Linked DNA regions of Sus scrofa: region 2 is linked to region 1. Evidence: chromatin contacts called from public HiChIP or PLAC-seq data. All regions are on one chromosome and are shown on one strand. The core of a region is the stretch at or near the end of the contact, and the rest is flanking DNA. Distances in the headings are between cores, read along the strand shown.

Region 1 (5,640 bases), core at 1,168-3,667:
ACTCGGTTTTGAGGTGTCCCCTTCCCCTCGCAGGCTCCGACGTGCTCCTCACGGTGCCCGTGCCTTTGCCCGCGCTGTGAGCCGTTAGGCGGGCGTAGGGTCCCGTTTTATGAAGGAGGCACAGCGAGGTACAGCTCCTGCTGGAGGTCACGTCGGGGCTAAGAGCAGAGCAGGTCTGAACCCAGCTTCCTCTGCCTCCCAGTCGAGTCTTTGTCCCCTGTACTCGAGCGCTGCCCTCCGGAGAACCCCCCAAAGCACGGCATCCCTCAGCTCTCCCAGCGACACCCGCTGACCCCTCCCCGCTGCGCGATGCCGGGCTGGGGCTCTGCCTGCGTCCCTGCATCCACTGCCTCCCGCCTTCGTCTGTCCTTCGCGGGCCACCACCAGGGTCAGCTTTCAGAAATACGCCTCCGAGTCCAGGGCCCTTGCTGGTCTTTCCGGGGTCCTTGACCGGAGCGCCGTGGTCTGGCCCGTTTTCCCTTCTGCTCCTTGAGCTCTGTGCTCGGGCTGGGCGGGATGTGCCTTGTTCTCTCTGCCCTTCCGCTCGCCCTCCTCTCCTTTGCCAAGTCGCCCTTCAGGGCTCAGGGACGTGTCTCTTCCTCCCGGAAGCCTTCCTTCCTGGGTCCCAGTCCTCTTCCTGTGTGTGCCTCTGCTCGGGTTCTTCGTCCTCTCTGTTGGAACCGCCTTTTTACAGAAGGATCTGTCCCTTGTTCCCGGAAGGCAGGGGCTGCGTCGCCTGTTCTCCCTGCATCCCCCGAGCCCGGCGTGTTGGGTGCCGGGTGCCGGGTGGAGGCGCTGGGGGAAAGCTGGTGAATGAAGGAGGTTCCCGAAGACGTGATGTTTTCTTGCCCCGAGCACCAGGCTCAGGTGGCTGGCACACAGTAGGCTCTCCGTGCACATTTGTTCAGTGGAGGGTGGGTGAGTATGCGCACTAATAAACGCCACGGTTCAGGAGTTCCCGTCGTGGCGCAGCAGTTAACGAATCCAACTAGGAACCATGAGGGTGCGGGTTCGGTCCCTGGCCTCACTCAATGGGTTAAGGACCCAGCGTTGCCGTGAGCTGTGGTGTGGGTCGCAGATGTGGCTCGGATCCCGCGTTGCTGTGGCTTTGGCGTAGGCTGGTGGCTACAGCTCCGATTCGACCCCTAGCCTGAGAAGCTCCATATGCCGCGGGAGCAGCCCTAGAAAAGACAAAAAGACAAAAAGACAAAAAAAAAAAATCGCAGTTCAACACCTCCGCCCTCCCCACGCACACGCAGGATTGGTTCACCCCTCAGCTTGGGCCTCTTACAGAATAAAAGGGATTCCAGCTCCTCGCGTGAATGCCGAGGGGGGGTTGAGTAGAAAAAAAGAAGCCTGCTCCTTCAAGAAGAAGAGTTTCAGGCAAGAAAGGCCTTTCTTGCCGGCGAAGGGAGGAGGGGGTTGGGGCCTCAGCCCAGTTTCAGGGCGGCCTCCGCTGGCCCCAGCCTGACTAATAAAGTGTGAAATTGACTTCATCCTCTGCCGCGTCTCCCCAGCCAGTGTCCCCGCAGCACCTCCGCGGCCTCCACCGAGGCCACGCTGTCGGCCTCGCTCCGTCACGGCAGACAGGCGGGTCAGCAGCGCCCACGCCGCCCCAGGGCCCAGCGCCGCAGAGCCCACGAGCCTTCTGGCCTCAGGCCAGGATGGGCTTTCAAAGCTAGAAGCATCCGATGTGGCATGTGTGACGCAGCTTCTAAGTCAGCCGCCGGCCCCTCCTGTCCCTGTTTACTCCTCTGGCGCTGGCGGCGGACGCATGGGAGGGGGGCAGCGAGGACGGCATTAGGGGAGACCCCGGAGACCCCTCCCCTCCACTGCACCAGACGCAGGGCTGGAGAATCAGAGCACAAGAGACCACGGGGAGCGAGGAAGTCGGGGTGCTCACGGGAGCCCCCGGGGGCCTTAGGGGCTGCCTGGGGGGTGATGGGAGGCCCCCAGACCCCTCCTTCCACCAGGATGGCGCTGTTTGGGGATCCGTTTTATTTATTTGCTCATGTTTAGCATTTCCTAGGAAGAAGGGAAGGCCATGACTCTAGGGAGTCCTAAACCAGGCGTTGTCCAGCGGTCCTTCCCAGACGGCCTGTGCTGCACATTCAACCGGCGACTTGGTCAAAAGGACAGATTCCGACGCCTGTGGTGGGTTTGTCTGCTCAGCACCCATTTCTTCTTCTTCCGAGAAGCACCCCTGTTACCTCAGGGAGCTGTCACTGCCCACACAAGCCCCCTGTAGTTTGGGGTGGTCTCCGGGGGTGGGCGAGTTCCCCTGCTGGGCCAGTCTCAGGGGGCTCAGCCCAGGGGTCAAGGCCAGGCTGGAGCGGCAGCCCCAGGACTTGGGCAGAGCAAGAGATGCTCTCGTTTTCGGAGGCCGTAGGCTGGTCGCTGTCAGCTTGGAGAGGCTGACTAAGAATGAAACCAACACAGAGGCCAATCACGAGAGGGGATGAGACAGAGGGAGAGCAGGGGAGCGAGCAGACTCGTGACAGATGGGCAGCACTTAGGTCCAGCCACGTTTGAAATTCTCTCCTCTGGGCTCTTCAAATGCAGGAGCCAACAAATTACTCTTTTATTTTTCTTAGTTCTCTCTCTCTCTCTTTTGTCTTTTTTTAAGGGCCATACCTGTGGCCCATGTCAGTTCCCAGGCCAGGGGCCAAATCGGAGCCACAGCCAGAGCCACACCAGATCCGAGCTGTATCTGAGACCTGCATGGCAGCTTGTGGCAACGCCGGATCCTTAACCCACTGAGCGGGGCCAGGGATCAAACCCGCGTCCGCATGGATACTAGTTGGGTTCTTAACCCCCTGAGCCGCAGTGGGAACTCCTGCCCTTTTATTTTCGTTATCACTATTATTGTCATTCGCTTTTGCTTCAGCCAGTTTGAGTTGGTTTCTGCAGCTTATACCTGAAAAGGTCCCCATCTCAGATCATGATCCCCAGGGAAGGCGTCGGGAACCTGAAGCTTTCAGGAAGCTTCTGAGGAAGTTCTGAGACGTGTCATCACTTTGCCAGTCATTGTTTGGACTTGGTTGGGATCCTGGTCCAATGACGCACAGACGAGAGGACCTTCCATGTGTGGCCATTGTGGTTTTATGTCACGACCCGTGCATGGCCTCAGTCCTCACGACAACCCGATGATGTTCCGGTCACTCTTCCTCTTGTGCAGGTGAAGACCCGAGGCCTAGAGAGGCGAGCGAGCGTGTTCCGGGGCTGGAAAGTGAGGGAGCGCGTAGGAGTCTCCCAAGCGCATCCTGCACTTCCCAGAGTGGCCCCGCCGCTTGCCTCGAGCCCCAGCCCCCGCGAGGGAAGTGTCCTTTCTCGGTGGAAACCCTTTCAACCAGCAAAGGCTGTTGGGGTCACTTAGTGTGCGGAGGCCACGCAAAGAGAGGACTCCAGGGTGACTGGCCTGAGCAATGGGGACGTTTATCACATGACACTCCCCGTCCAAAGGAGGCTGGTTCCAGGGCTGGTTGCTTCAGTGGCTCGGTGTCGTAGCAAAGGTCAGATTCTTTCCGCTTTTCTGCCCTGTCCTCTTCAGGCTCCAAGTGGCCTTCAGGCCAGCTCTCCTCTCGGTTGCAAGACAGCTGATGCCCTTCCAGACATGACATGTCCAGAATAAGGTGATGGTCTGTTTCTTCCTATGGGTTTTTATCTGTCTGTCTGTCTGTCTGTCTATTTATTTGTCTTTTTAGGGCCGTACCCATGGCATATGGAGGTTCCCAGGCTAGGGGTCCAGTCGGAGTGACAGCTGCCACCCTACACCACAGCCAGAGCAACTCGGGATCCGAGCCACATCTGCAACCTATACCACAGCTCACGGCCACACCAGATCCTTAACCCACTGAGTGAGGCCAGGGATCGAACCTGCAACCTCATGGGTCCTAGTAGGATTCGCTTCCACTGTGCCACGATGGGAACGCCCATGTGTTTCCTTCCTTCCTTCTTTCTTTCTTTTTAGGGCCGCACCCATTGGCATATGGAGGTGCCCAGGCTAGGGGTCGAATCGGAGCGACAGCTGCCAGCCTACACCAGAGCCACAGCAACGCTGGATTCCCAAGCTGCTTTTGGAGGCCAGGGATCAAACCCTCGCCCTCATGGATCCTAGTTGGGTTCGTTTCCCCTGAGCCACGACAGGCATTCCCCGTATGTGTTTCTTTTTGTCGGTGAGGAGACTGGTTCTGAAGGGCCTTGCCTGTCACTGGCAGAATCACATGCCTGTTCAGACCCAGTCCAGTTGTTGGCAAGCAGGGCGGGGCATCGGGATGTGTGTGAACCGGTCTTGATTCACCTGCGAGGCCCAGCCGAGTGGACAGCTGGGCCGTACAGGGCTCCTCAAAAAGGACGGAGTGGAGAGGGTGCAGGCTGGTGTCTGCGCACGATGCCCCCCCAGCCCCGGGGTTCCCTCCCCTTTTCGGCACACAGGCTCCAGAGACGCCTCTCTTTTTGTTAGTCATCAGCTTGGCAGGAAGCTCAGCTTTCAAACTTCAAAACCCTCCTGTGGTTCCCTGTGTTCCAGTCCCCCTTCCAGACAGAGCAGGCACGCGGTCCTGAAGACGCAGGGTAGCCTCCCCACGCAGAGCCGTTCTTCTGGGCTTTACAGCCCCCGCTCTCTGCTGGCCCGATACCAGTGCCCCAGCTGCCGGGAGGAGAGAGGCATGCTCGTGGCGGTGGGCACAGGCTGCTGCGTGCCCGTCGCTCGATGGCCCTGCCTCTGTTCAGAGCATCTGCCGCGTCCTTTAGAGGCCACCCTCCCCAGTCCCGGCTGCCGGCAGACCAACCCTCGCTGTACCCCCCTCTGGAGAGGCCTCTTCTCCTGCATCCTGGGCCACCTGGCTCACGCCTGGGCATCCCTGTGCTCAGTGCCTCTTGCGCAGAACTGATTTGGGGTGGACAACAATCCCATCTGTTCTCTGGGCATTAATTCCCGAGCTTTGGGCTCAAGCTCTTGGGGCAGCGAATTCTATTTTTACTGATGTTGATGAGCTCCAGATTTGAGTCTGGAGCTTTCAGCAACCATTTCACAACTTCCTAGGGGAAAGCTGGTCTGAGAATGAAGCTAGCACTGAGCCAAGAGATTGAGATACGGAGACCCTAAGCTGCTGGATGCAGCCGGGCCTGACGCCAGATAACCCTGTGCATCTCAGTCACATGAGCCAATAAACTTTCCTTTCTTGGTCAGCCCAGTCTGCGTTGGCATTCTGCCCCTTGCAACCAAAAAACACAACACCAACTAATATAACGTGTTTTTGAAAAAGCTGGACCGTGCTCCTTTTGGCAGAATCGTACATGTGTAAAGGGGAGATGAGGGTGGGAAACCAGGCTGTAAGCACACGGCCGGGTCCTTGGAGACCCTGCGAGGGGCCACCCAATCTCTGAGGCCACTGGGAGACACAGGCTCTCCTAAGGCCAGGCGACTCCAGGAGCTGCCGAACCAGCTACACTTCGCCCCCGGGGATCAGGTTAATGCTTTTGTAGCTGCTGATAAAGTAGAATTCTTGACCTGCAGCTGGACTCATCCCCCAGGCCCACTTTCACCAGGGGAGAGGGGTAAATTCTGCATAATTGCGGAAGTTTGAAAGACCAGAACTACGGGCCTTTATCAGCCGCTCCTCGGATCAGGGATGCTGA
Region 2 (5,640 bases), core at 1,021-3,520, 75 kb after region 1:
AGACCCCTGCGTGGAGGAAACAGCCGCAGAGAGGCCCGAGGGCACGAAGCCTGCGAGCATCCGTCAGAGTTCAAGGTGGTCGGCAGCCTCGAAGCCCTGGAAGAAAGTGAAGGGACATTGGCCTTGGCCCATGTTGTATTCAGGGGACATATATTTGATCCCTGTTTTTACAGATGGGGAGCCAGGGGACCAGAAAGGCCCGCCTTTTCCTGATGGAGTCAGGTACACACCTGACGGGTACCGCCTCCTCCATCACCCAGGCATCCCTGTGGTGTGAGTGATCTGCCATCCGCATCTGTGTAGATGAGCAAACGAGGCCTGAGCCTACGTGAGGATACACCTTGCAGGTGTTCGCAGCCGGGCCGTCTGGCTGCAGCGCCCGGGCTCTTACCTCCCTGGGTTGCCCAATATTGGAATGGATGTGCTAGACTGGCCAGAACCCAGGGCTGCCGACTCCCAGGTCATTGCTCCGAGGCTATGTGGAGGTGCTCCCTTGGGATGCCTTGTTCCTTTAAGGCACCCTCGTCTGAAGCCCAAAGACTGAAATTACACCCTGCCGGTTCTGGGAACCTCAGGCTGGAGAAGAAGGAAGCTCTCGATGGGGTGTTCAAGTCTGAGCAGGTGTTCTCTCGGGACGCTCCCTGCTTCCTCCTCTGGCTGGGAGGGAGCCCAGGCAGGGCAGGCAGGGTGGGGCAGCCCTGTGTGTGCAGGAGGCAGGAGGGCCCAATAAAACAGGCCGAAATCTTCCCGCCTTCCTGCCTTTACCCAGGCGGTGCCCTCATCTCCTGCCTGGCAAACAGCGAGGCATAACAATGAGAGTTCAAGGTTGGCGTCAGGAGGTCTGAGTTCTGGTCCTGGCTCTGGCACTCACTCCTGGTACAGTGTTGACCCTGGGCCGTTTCCTTATCTATACTGTGTGTGGTGGTGGTAACAGCAGGTAGATCAAAATCCTCTGGAATTTTTAGTTAACACCTTCTTTATTAAGCACCTACTATGTGCCAGGCACTGGAGACACAGCATGCGCAAAAGCAGGTTCAGGCCTTGCTTTCATGGGTCTTCGAGTGTAGTAGGAAGTTTAGTAGTGAAGATTAAATCTTTGCTGACACTAATGTAAAATGCCACCGTTACCAATGTTTTAAAGGCCTGCAGATCTGGAGTTCCCGCTGGGGTGCAACAGAATCAGAGGTGTCTCTGTAGTGTCAGGATGCGGGATCGAACCCAGTGGGTGAAGGGGTCCAGCGTTGCCGCAGGTCACGACTGAGGCTTAGATCTGATCCCTGGCCTGGGAACTCCATATGCTGGGGTAGCCAAAGGAAAAAAAAAAAAAAAAAAGAAGGAATTATTAGAAATTAGGAAAGGAAAAAAAAAAAAAAAAAAAAAGGCCTGCAGGTGTAAGGGAGCCCGGTGGGAGTAGGGGAGAGGCAATGGCCGACAGTCTGCGGGGCAGTGGGGAAGGACGCAGGGCAGATGTGGGCTACCACTCAGGGTGTGGAGGCCGCTTGTGAGATGGTTCAACCAGGGAGGAGGCCAGTGGGCCTGGGGAAGCAGGCAGTTTGGCTGCTTCAAGGCATTGTGGGCCATGGTTAGAGAAGTCAGTGAAGTTTTGGGGGTGTTTTTGAGGGGGAAGGGGAGGACTAGGGAATGAGAGGAGCCTTGAGAGCCAGAGATGGTTACATTTAGAATATTGGTCAGCGTATCTCCCATGGAAAGAGTTTTCAAAAGCCACCACCTCCGAGGAGCCTTCCCTGATTTCTCCGCCTTGGCCCTAGGGTGTTCCTCCCTTTCTGGCCGGCAGCCCTGCTGGGCAAACTCAAGCCTCCGGGGCCGTCAGACCGGGGCTTTGCCTGTCTGCCCTGCAATCTGCAACACACCGAGGCTGCAAAGTCCTCTGCCTTCTCGGGCCTCAGTTTTCCCAGCCGAGCAGAAGCAGGTTGGCTCCGGACCCGCCCAGCGCTAACGCAACGTGATTCGCTCCGGCCGGAGCGCTGGGCCGCCCGCATTGCTGCGCAGGCGGCAGGCCGCCGGCTGGGGCACAGCCGCCCGGCTGCCGGCGCCTTCCTCCCGGGCCGGGGCCCGCGGGAGCGGATCGCGGCGCCGGCCGCGGCGCAGCGCCGCGCCGGGGCGGGGAGGGGGGGCGAGACCCCCGCGGGCGCCCTCCGCGCGCGGCCCCGCCCCCGCCGCCAGCGGCCCTGCGGCAGCCGCGGCCTGGCTCCGCCCCCTCCCGCCGGCCGCGCTCGCTCCGCCCGCCTCCCTCGGCCGCTCGCGCCCGCCCCCCCACCCCCGCGGCCGGCTCGGCGCTGACTCCGCCGCACGCTGCAGCCGCGGCTGGAAGATGGCGGGGAACGACTGCGGCGCGCTCCTGGACGAAGAGCTCTCCTCCTTCTTCCTCAACTATCTCGCCGACGCGCAGGTACGGCCGGCGGGGCCGCGGGCCCGAGGCCAGCGGGGCTGAGCCGCGGGGGCTGCTGCCGCAGCCGCAGAGGCCGGCGGCAGCGGTGGGCGCACTGGGGGGCCGGGGCTCCGGGGTGCAGAAGCCCTGTTCGGCGCACCCCGCGATGCGCTTCGTGAGGGTCACGGGGAGCTGGGGGGCCGCCGAGCAGGCGGGAGCCTTGGGGGCGCCACGGCTGCTGGGGAGGGTCTAGCCTTGGTTGCTGGGCGTCCGGCCCCCCCCCGCCCCGGCCGTGCTGGAGGAGGGGGGGGTGTTTGCACGCTTCTTTGGGAGGTGGAGCCGCGCCAAGGTGTGCGGGACCCTCAGGCTGGCTCTGGGTGCGGGAGGCGCGCCCTCAGGCTCTCGGCACTTGCCGCCGTACTTTCACGTGGACTTGTGGCCCGGGCACAGGCGCCTGCCCCGGTCCCCGGAGTCCCCTGACCCCCCTCCCCAGTCTCCGATACCCCGCGTTCTGCTGCTGCCCCCCCGAGGCTCCCCAAAGCGGCCGCAGCGCGGAGTTTCCTGCCAGTTGCCCGCTGAGGGCGTAGGGGGTCTGTGGGGCACGTGGACGTGCGGGCGGGGATAGCACCTTCCTGCTTTCGCTACTCGGCGGAGCCTCCGGGGGCCAGAGCGCGGCGGGATGGGGGCGGAGGACGGTGTGGGGGCGCCTGGGTCCCCCTGCAGCGCGCGGCCCCGGTGCGCGCTCGGCGGTGCGGGGGGGAAGGGAAGGCGAGGCGGCGTCCCGGGCTCCGGCTGCGCCTGGGAGCCCCACCGGCGACACGCGCGTGACAGGAGAGGGTGCTTTGGTGTGCCGGGAGGGGGGAGCGAGGAAGCCGGGGACGTGGAGACGCGGGCGGGGGGGTGCTGCTGCCCCCCGCGGCACCGAACATGCCTGCGCGGGGCGTGCGCGCCCCCCGCCCCTTCCCCGCTGTCCCCCACCCCTGCCTGTTGCGAGCTTAAAGTTTGGCCCCATAGTTAGGGCTTTCCGCGCGGGCGCCCCGCTGCGGGCAGCCGGGCGGCGGGGGACGCGGCGGAGCCGAGCGGGAGACCCCGGATGCGGGCGCACGCCCGAGCGCCGAGAGGGGCCGCCGGGCGCAACCGGGCGCGGCTCGCGAGGGCCGGTTTGGTACCTGGGGCCGGAGCGCCGGTGCCGGCTTGCTTTGCATAACACTGGGAGGGAGGGGGAGGCGGGGGGCGGGCGAGTGGGAGGGGAGAGCGGGAGGGAGAAACTTTGCTTCTTGTTAGAATCCGCCTGTCTTTGGGCGGCAGCAGCTGTCATGGGACCCGGTGGGCGGGGAGAGGCTTGCGCGCTGACTCCGGGCGGCGAGACGCGCTCCGAGGGGATGCCGCAGCCGAGACGTTCCGCTCTGGGCGGACGCCGGCGGGCGAGTCCCCGCTGGCTGATGGGACGGCGCGGCACGGCGGGCTGTCGCCGGGAGGAAGCCCGCCACGCGCGGGAGGAGGCCAGCCCGTGCCCGCTGCGGACGTCCATGCGTCAGGGAGCCGCGGGGCCTCGTGGTCGGTGGCGGCGCGCTCGGGTGGGTTCCGGGCAGGGGCCGAGGGCGCCGGGGGCGTGTGATCGCGCTCGGCCAGGCCGGCGGGAGAGGGCGATGCGCGGTCCGCGCGCGCGAGGCTGTGTTTGTGTGCACACGCGGCGCGCGCCGGGCGCGTACCTTTACCTCTGACGAAACTGCGGTGGAGCTCCCGCGGCGGGCACCGGGGCCGTGGCTCGCCCCGCGGCCGTGTCAGCGCCCAAGGCGGTGCCCAGCCCCGGCACCGCCCCGCCCCCGCAGCCCCCCAGCCGGCAGGCGGGGGCCGGGGCACCGTTGCCGCTGGGACCGTTCTGTCCTCGGCCCTCGGGCTGGTCTGGGTGGGTGACTCCAAACCTCTCAGCCAAGACGCCGGTGAAGGAGACTTGGAAGAGTCCGGAGCCCCATAGCAAACACTTGTCCGCTTTGGCCCCGACCCCCGGTTCGCACTCCATCCTCGGTGTTCTTTGGCTCACCAGTACTTCATCACTGGCCCTCTCAGCCGCCCGGCGGGCCTACCCAGCAGGGATCTCTCACCCAAGGAACCTGGAAAATTGGGTAATGAGGTAGCGGCAGAAGCGGTGCAGTGAAAGTTAATCTGGGACGTTGGCTTTTTTTATGTAACCACGTGACGGGCCGCGGCGCTTCGGTGATCCTTGCCGGCCCAACTTGGGAAATGTAACTGAGAGGGGAGCTTTGCCGCCGCCCCTAGAAGGCTCAGCCAGCCGGCGGAAGGGGACCTGGGCGGGCCATCGCGGGCCTGCTCATTTTACAGCTGGGGAGAGAGGCTGTGAGAGCCCCGCGGCCGGTACAGGACCACGCAGCCAGTGGGTGACAGAGCCACCCAGGGCTCCTGACTCCAGGTCCTGTGTGTTGCCTGGAAATAGCACTGGACTTGGAGTCAGAAGGCCTGCGTGGAGTCGCCTTCGCCGCTCTCTGGCTGGGTGACCCCGGAGCCAGCCCTTTGGACTCTCCCAGCCTCCCTTCCGCCATCTGTCAAATGGGGCTGGTGGCGCCCGCAGTCGGAGCCCGTGGCCGCTGGGGGTGAGCTCTGTTTGCATGCGGGATGTCCGGTTGTTGCTGCCACTTCTCCCCCCCCTCCCCAGCCCCTCCTTGACCCTCGCCCCCCATCTCCCCCTCGGGAAGGGGTGGGAAGAGTGAGGAAAAAGGTCGTTGATCAGCTTTCTCCCCAAGTCCTGTCTTTGGCGGCTAATCCGGAGTAGCCAGAGGGAGAGCTTCTGTTGAGGAGACTTAACTTTCACCTCCTCAGGTCAGAGTTCCGAAATTCAGCAGGCCGAGGATTGCGAAAGCTTCTTGGAAGGGTTCGGGGCGTGTGTCCCAAAGGCCTCCGGGTGGGCCTCCCTCCGCTCGCCTTCGCCCCTGGCCTGCATCGCCCTCTCCTGCAGCCGGCAGGCCTCCCGACCCGGCTCACTCTGCTCCCTCCCCTCGGGTTTCCTTAGGCCGCGTTGCACAACCGAGCCCTTGGTGCGTGAGCCCCGTGTCCCAGGCAGATTCTGGAACCGGAGGAGTCGTGCCTGTCATCTCTTTGTGCCCTCGTGGCACCTGTTACCGTGCTGAGTGCCTTCGCTCGGCTTTCGGCTGGGCACAAGACCTGCAGGCGAGGGCAGCTCTTAGGCCGGCCAGGGGGGGACAGGGGACAGCTGGGCGGCGAGCTTGGGGAGA

What was found. HiChIP or PLAC-seq counts read pairs in DNA pulled down with a chosen protein or histone mark.
Region 2: an H3K27ac HiChIP or PLAC-seq map of alveolar macrophages shows a contact between it and region 1. The contact joins the promoter of PPARGC1B here to the enhancer-like site in region 1. A contact is called at or near these places in 8 of 47 Hi-C or Micro-C datasets (alveolar macrophages, blood, embryonic fibroblasts and 4 more) and 2 of 2 datasets of contacts at active chromatin or transcription factors (alveolar macrophages and skeletal muscle).

The regions. Positions count from the first base shown.
Region 1 is chr2:150,746,029-150,751,668 of Sscrofa11.1, forward strand. The region is part of intron 3 of LOC106509607 (a long non-coding RNA gene); the gene reads right to left. It also overlaps a transcript of ARHGEF37 not described here. Among named protein-coding and RNA genes, the nearest start is that of PPARGC1B, 74 kb to the right of the region's middle. Within about 2 kb of position 2,418, at least 15 of the 83 cell types and tissues checked have an H3K27ac peak or open chromatin away from gene starts, as enhancers often do. A contact at or near this core is called in alveolar macrophages and skeletal muscle, where this site is marked.
Region 2 is chr2:150,821,068-150,826,707 of Sscrofa11.1, forward strand. It overlaps PPARGC1B (peroxisome proliferator-activated receptor gamma coactivator 1-beta), which reads left to right and starts at 2,271. Exons shown (of 11, transcript XR_002342022.1): 1 at 2,271-2,410. MIR378-1 (microRNA 378-1) reads left to right here and starts at 4,798; the gene lies at 4,798-4,877.